Linked DNA regions of Salmo salar: region 1 is linked to region 2. The links are chromatin contacts, called in public Hi-C maps. All regions are on one chromosome and are shown on one strand. Each heading gives the region's core, a stretch centred on a gene start, on an enhancer-like site or on the middle of the called end of the contact. The rest is flanking DNA. Distances are from core to core; before and after follow the strand shown. Region 1 holds the start of LOC106561703 (HMG box-containing protein 1). Region 2 overlaps LOC106561710 (cadherin-related family member 3).

Evidence for each region. Hi-C and Micro-C count contacts between places; a contact is called where the count stands out from the background.
Region 1: a Hi-C map of gill shows a contact between it and region 2, with 2.9 times the contacts expected there. The contact joins the promoter of LOC106561703 here to the enhancer-like site in region 2. A contact is called at or near these places in 2 of 3 Hi-C or Micro-C datasets (gill and muscle).

What each region holds. Positions count from the first base shown.
Region 1 is chrssa10:118,247,170-118,250,620 of Ssal_v3.1, reverse strand. It overlaps LOC106561703 (HMG box-containing protein 1), which reads right to left and starts at 1,318. Exons shown (of 11, transcript XM_045688499.1): 1 at 1,222-1,318.
Region 2 is chrssa10:118,198,758-118,202,252 of Ssal_v3.1, reverse strand. LOC106561710 (cadherin-related family member 3) reads right to left here. Exons shown (of 19, transcript XM_045688762.1): 18 at 3,362-3,495; 19 at 2,206-3,254. The coding sequence ends at 3,028. Among protein-coding and RNA genes, the nearest start is that of LOC106561710, 13 kb to the right of the region's middle. Within about 2 kb of position 2,047, at least 6 of the 13 cell types and tissues checked have an H3K27ac peak or open chromatin away from gene starts, as enhancers often do. A contact at or near this core is called in gill, where this site is marked.

The DNA of each region.
Region 1 (3,451 bases), core at 69-2,568, 49 kb before region 2:
AGAAAATGCATTGGTTAAATGTTTATATATTTCTACTGCAACATTCATGGCATATGGTCATACAATTTTTTTTATCTAATTTGCAGGCAAAATAATTTAATTGGGGATGATTTCAATAATAAAGTCCATTGTCTGCGTGGACTACATAAAGAGCTGTCATGTGACCCATATGCATGCAGCAATGGCATGCAGTCCCGGCTTGTTTATAAACTTTGGTAAGTTCGCGCATGCGCAACAGAGCTCATTCATTCATAACTGCGTAACAATTGTCAATAACACTTATGTTGTGTAATGTTTGTACGGACGTATCATTCGGACAAAAAACACTGTCACAATTAATAGTTTAAATAGATTTGTGATGGAATTGAAACGTTAACAATTACAACGTCATTTGAATTATGTAACTGCTAGCGTTACATTTGTATCACATAGAAGGTGCTGAAGACTTTACAAAGACGCTTTCTGCTACATCGTCACCTTAGCTAGAAATGGCTAAATGGTACTTAGCCAATTTGTAATTGTTATTGTTTAGACCTAAATTGTCTATCCTATTTGTAACGTTGAGACTAGATCTAGCATGCGAATGAATGGCCCGATCACAAATAATGCGCGATATATTTATTGACATTTTGATTCCTGGAAAACTATCTAGATGACACTTTGAAATGTGAAAACAGATCGTTGTCCAATGTACTTTCATTGTAAACGGTGTCTCTCTTGCTGTTTTGAGCACTGTCAAGAGGGGCTTTGCCTGCCTGACAGCTAACGTTAGCTAGAAAGGAACAAGCTCACTTGTAAACAAAAGAATGTCAACAAGTTCAGACACGACAACGCTCTCGCCCCAGTGTACGAAATTATCAAATGAATGAAGCGAAAACGATACAAGATGTAAGTTCGATTTTTTTTTAAACCAAAACCATTTTTTTCCTCCACATTAGTCTCTCTACTTTGGAAGTGGTCTGTTTTTGTTTGTTTAGTTTTTTTTTGTCACTATCTTGACGAATAGCTAACAAGCTGTTAGCCTAGCATGCTAATGTTACAACCAAAACAACAAACGTCACAATGAAAAAAATGTGTGTAGAATAAGTTGTCATTCGACATCGAACGGTTGAATGAAAACCGTTAATTTACACAAAACGACATGCGCCGAATAAATTACATTACACTGCTTATTTTTCTAGATGAGTTAGTCTTTTGTTTCTGAGAAATCTATTAACTCACCAAACATGTCGCCATCAAGTAACTCTCTGGCAATTACTGAAGGGGTGGGAACGAATACTTCCAAACACGGTCACCTATTGGAAGATAATAACGTCAGTAAAGCGAATCTCTAGTCGTGATTGGTGAGTTCTTGAGGGTACTGTAAATGGGCATGGTTTGGTTTGTTGATCAAACGCCCATTGGCTGAATGTGTACGTCCGTTATTTCACAGGAACAGCTCATTGGTCATAACAAGTAGAAGACGAGATATTCCTTTGTTATTGAAACTCGCATCAATCCCTTATATTATACTTGTCGAATAACAATGTAATATCAACGTTGTCTGAGTTCATTTGACAAAGCCTTGTCCATGTTATAGTGGAGAGATCCAAATAATAAATATTTACATTATTACATGGTCAGGTACAGATAATTACAGTTACATAATGTGACATACTGTACAACTGAACAGTTTTACATTATGTAACAATTCATCACAATCAACCGCAGTACACACTGTACCTACCTAGACTTGTCCATGTAAAGTGGGACCCAGTTGTGCACCCGTTGATGCTCACCATAGCAGTTGCAACACACAGATGCAACATATAGATGCATAATAATAGAGATTTTCATTATCAATATTTTCACCTTGAGTGAAGTTAGTGTCTAAAGGAAATAAGCGTAGCAGCTTCTTAATACAAAACTGTTCTTTATTGTAATGAAAAGTGAGATATAACCAACAACAGCCAATAATACTGGATTTCCTCCTCAGATATATCCACAGTTCCAGTCTGTTGTGAACCTTATTCACAAAACCGCACTGCCAAAAAAATTCATTGTATAATACCTCCTGTATAAGCCAAGTTACATTTTGTTACATTTTGTTCACAGACTAAGGGAACCAAAAACACAATGGAAAGCAAACAATGGAAAATTCAACCACTGGAGGTTGCTATTGAGAAAGAGAGAGAGGGGGAGAGGTTGGTATTGAGAGAGAGAGAAAGAGAGAGAGAAGTTGCTATTGAGAGAGAGAGAGAGCAAGAGAGAGAGGTTGCTATTAAGAGAGAGAGAGAGGGAGAGAGAAGTTGCTATTGAGAGATAGAAGGGTTGCTATTGAGAGAGCAGGGGTCAATTGTGAACTACTTCTTAAAGGTACAGGTTGTTTGTAATTTATCATGTAGAGGTAGACAGCAATACATAAAATAATGCCTGTGTCGCGAATGGCACCCAATTCCCTATATAGTGCACTACCTTTGATCAGGGCCCATAGTAGGGAATAGGATGACATTTGGGAAACACATTATCAATATCCTTTGACGTCATTGCTAAAACTTCATATTATTATGTTTCACTGGCACATGAGAACAGTTGAATTTAATATTTAAAAATGTACATTTAAGATGAGAAACACATGGAAATAGACTACATGGCAAAAAGTACGTGGACACCTGCTTGTCGAACATCTCATTCCAAAATCATGGGCATTAATATGGACTTGGTCCCCCCTTTGCTGCTATAATAGCCTCCACTCTTCTGGGAAGGCTTTCCACTAGATGTTGGAACATTGCTGTGGGGACTAGCTTCCATTCAGCCACAAGAGCATTAATGAGGTCGGGCACTGATGTTGGGCGATTAGGCCTGGCTCGCAGTTGTCGTTCCAATTAATCCCAAAGGTGTTCGATGGAGTTGAGGTCAGGGCTCTGTGCAGACCAGTCAAGTTCTTCCACACCGATCTTGACAAACCATTTCTGTATGGACCTCGCTTTGTGCACGGGAGTATTGTCATGCTGAAACAGGAAAGGGCCTTCCCAAAACTGTTGCCACAAAGTTGGAAGTACAGAATCGTCTAGAATGTCATTGTCATGCTGTAACGTTAAGATTTCCCTTCACTGGAACTAAGGGGCCTTTCCCGAACCATGAAAAACAGCCCCAGACCATTATTCCTCCTCCACCAAACTTTAACGTTGCCACTATGCATTTGGATAGGTAGTGTTCTCCTGGCATCCGCCAAACCCAGATTAGTCTGTCAGATTGCCAGATGGTGAAGCGCGATTCATCACTCCAGAGAACGAGTTTCCACTGCACCAGAATCCAATGGCGGTGAGCTTTTACACTCCAGCCAACACTTGGCATTGCGCATTGTGATCTTAGGCTTGTGTACGGCTGCTCGGTGATGGAAACCCATTTCCTGAAGCTCCCAACGAACAGTTCTTGTGCTTCCGTTTCTTCCAGAGGTAATTTGTCACAT
Region 2 (3,495 bases), core at 798-3,297:
CGTATGGGGACGGTACCGTATGGGGACTGTACTGTACTGTACTGTATGGGGACTGTACCGTATAGGGACTGTACTGTACCGTATGGGGACTGTACTGTACTGTATGGGGACTTTACTGTTCTGTATGGGGACTGTACCGTATGGGGACCGTACCGTATGGGGACTGCTGGTCTATGTGAGTTACATGAACACACCACTCTGGGATGAAATAATACCATCACGCTAATACATTTACATTGTGGTCATTTAGCAGACACTCTTATCCAGAGAGACTTATAGTCAGTGCATTTTACTACGGTAGGTAAGTCAACCACACTAGATAGTACTAGTCATTGTGTGCATATAGTTGTCACACTGGTAATACCTATTGGAATCAGGCTACTGCATGGTCTGCTGATGGCAAAGCTTCTGAGTATTTATTCATTAAGACACATAAATAGTTGGAAACAGCAGACCAGGGCTGGCTCCAGGCCGCTAGAGAGACCCTGACTCTTAAATGTTGTCGTCCCCCAGCTCCTCCTTGTGTGTGTGTGTCTCCTTCCTTCCATTCTGGCAGAACATTGTGGTGATCGTGCTCTTTGCCATCCTGTGGTTGAAGAGTGCATCGTCGTGGGCCAGGGGACTACAGAGTGTACCCTGGCACAGGGCCGAAAGGCACAGGGCTGAAAGGCACAGGGCATGGTCTCAACATGTCTGGTGAGATAATGTCTTTTCTCAGTCATGTTTTTTTTCTCTCTCCTTTTCCCCACTGATCTAAAATAAAATGATCAAGTGAAAGACAGCCTAATGATGAGCTTCCACCATATTGTTTTCACACGTCAATCTTTTCCGGGTCAGTGCAGATGAAGAGGCGGAGCCAAGGAGAGAACAGATTTCTATGAAATTGAGAAAAAGCCTCTGTCTGTCTGTCTGTGTCTCTCTCTCTCTCTCTCTCTCTCTCTCTCTCTCTCTCTCTCTCTCTCTCTCTCTCTCTCTCTCTCTTGTCTCTTTGTCTCTCTCTCTCTGTGTCTCAGATCTGTGGTTCCTTGAATGTCGTTCTGTGGGTGGGCAACACCTGGGTCCCCGATAAAGAGACCCCATGGCACGACAGAGACAGACTGCCCAGCTCCAGAGCCTAGGGATTGAGCGCAGGCAGGTGCCAGACCTTATATGAACCCCCCTTCGCCATCCACTGATGCCCTAATCAGCAACAGTGCCCGCAGAGGAGAGGTGGTATGGTGCCCTTGCAGGAACAAACCTTTTTAACTTCCTCTGAGTTGCTCTTGTACGCCTTTTGACAGTTGTTCTTGTCACATTAACTTTTTGTTTTGTGTCTGTAAATAGTTATTATTCTATTACTATGTCAGTTTCCTTCAAACTTTAGCTTTTAATCACAATGTTGCTTTCTGTCCATCCACTGACATGTAATATGCTTTGGTCATTTAGAATATTCTTTCATGTACAATACTGAATGTATTAGATATTAGTATAGTGGGGTTTTTTCTCTCTCAGGACAATCCCAGCCAATGAATTGCCTTGATGAAATCTATGACGTCTTTGGTGTATTCTTGTGAATATTAGAGATAAGTGAGACTGTACCCAATTCAATTCCTTTTTAGGCTATAATAGAGGCACATCAAGCTGGTTACAGTAGTAAGGAGACAGGCTGTTTACATTCCTGTGTGAAGCTGTGTGTTGACTTTAGTCAACTCCCTTCTCTCAAACACATAACATTTTTTTGCTTTGTCACATGCTCTGTCCTCTAGACTGGTTCTAGATTTGTTTGTGCTGTTTTGCCAACTCATATGGTAATTTACTGACAGCACAAACAAATATAGGGCCAGTCTATCTCCCCTCTACCACACACAGCAACCCAGTACTCAGTCACAGGGTGCTGGTTAAACTGATCCTAAATCAGGATGTATCATGGGTAAATTGTGACTGACCTGATCTAAAAAAAATGATATTGAGTAGATATTTATGATACAAGGTGATTTATTTGTAGATCAGTCAGTCTTGACTCGACTTCAAAGTCAGCTGCAATGTGGAAGGTGTCGTTTGCTTGTCTACTCCCTGTGACTTAAATCATCACGAATGCTTCCCTTCTCTTCCCTTCCCTTGTCTTCTCTTCCCTTCCCTTCTCTTCTCTTCTCTTCTCTTCTCTTCCCTTCCCTTCTCTTCTCTTCCCTTCCCTTCCCTTCTCTTCCCTTCCCTTCTCTTCTCTTCTCTTCCCTTCCCTTCTCTTCTCTTCCCTTCCCTTCTCTTCTCTTCCCTTCTCTTCCCTTCCCTTCTCTTCTCTTCCCAGGAGTGTCTGAAGACCAACTGTGTCATTCATATGACTGCTGAGAACTTCCCTGCGTGAAAAGGCCCTGACCAATGATGAAGCGTCTGACTGTAGTGCCCAACTGTTAGTTGATGTCCTGTACAGGACCGGTCTTTTAACATTGAAAAAGTTGATTATAGTCTATAGCAACTTTCTTTGCAATTATGAAAATGTTATTTGATTATTTTCTGTGTGAATATACTTTTTTTCTGAGCATTTCAAAACGTACCAAAAGACACAGTTATGGTAGAAGGGTGGCAGGATTAGTGAATCATCAGTAGGACAGTTGGTTACACTTGACTTTGATGAATGACGGCAACGGTCTGTGCCTCAACGGTCTGTGTAACATAGCAACACCAGAGCAGTTTTGATCTAGATAAGCGTTGACAGGTTATATTTATTTGTCTGTTATTTTGATTTACAAAGCTGTTACCAAGTCATATTATGACCCGACCCAGCTTGTACTAATGTACAACATATTTGAGTATCTCTGCACGTACATTATCTGTACAAACGTTTACACAACTGTTGTAAAGGCTAAACAATTTTCCCAAAACTTAAATCCTATAATAATGATTTGAAAAATGTCTAAACACACAAGTAATGTATTATATGTCAGTGAGGAATCAGAATTCAGACATGTTGGGCCTTCCCCTAGTTGTCATGGGTACCATATCTAACTTTACGCCTCCTTCTGAAAGAGCAGACCGAGCAGACCTTGCAGACTATCCAGACGTTTGTCTGCTCTGACTGGACCAGGGAGATCCTCTATCCTCTGTGGCCCTGCCTACTCCCTCACTCCTCATTTTTGATTGGCCAGTGCTAGCCCTCCCACTCCTGACCATGCTGCTGCTCTCTGGCTGTATCATAGGGACAGACTCAGACACAGTGGTAACGTCCTTCCAGCGTCTGGCTCCAGACTTACTGTTGTACTCGTACACCCTCCCTGTGACTGAAAAATGTAAAAAAAATGTTTACATTTTTTTTTTTAAATGCTAAAGGTCAGAATTAGGTTTTATATAATCTCAGAACAAATAACAGGAAATGAGAGAAACTTACCAGGATCAACTTCCTCTCCATCAAATACAGTGTTGATCTTGATCACTTCCTGGAATAGAGAGAGCGTGTATATAGAGAGGACAGTCACCAACAATTGAATCGAGGTCCTAGAACACAGCGGCACTTTAACAGAC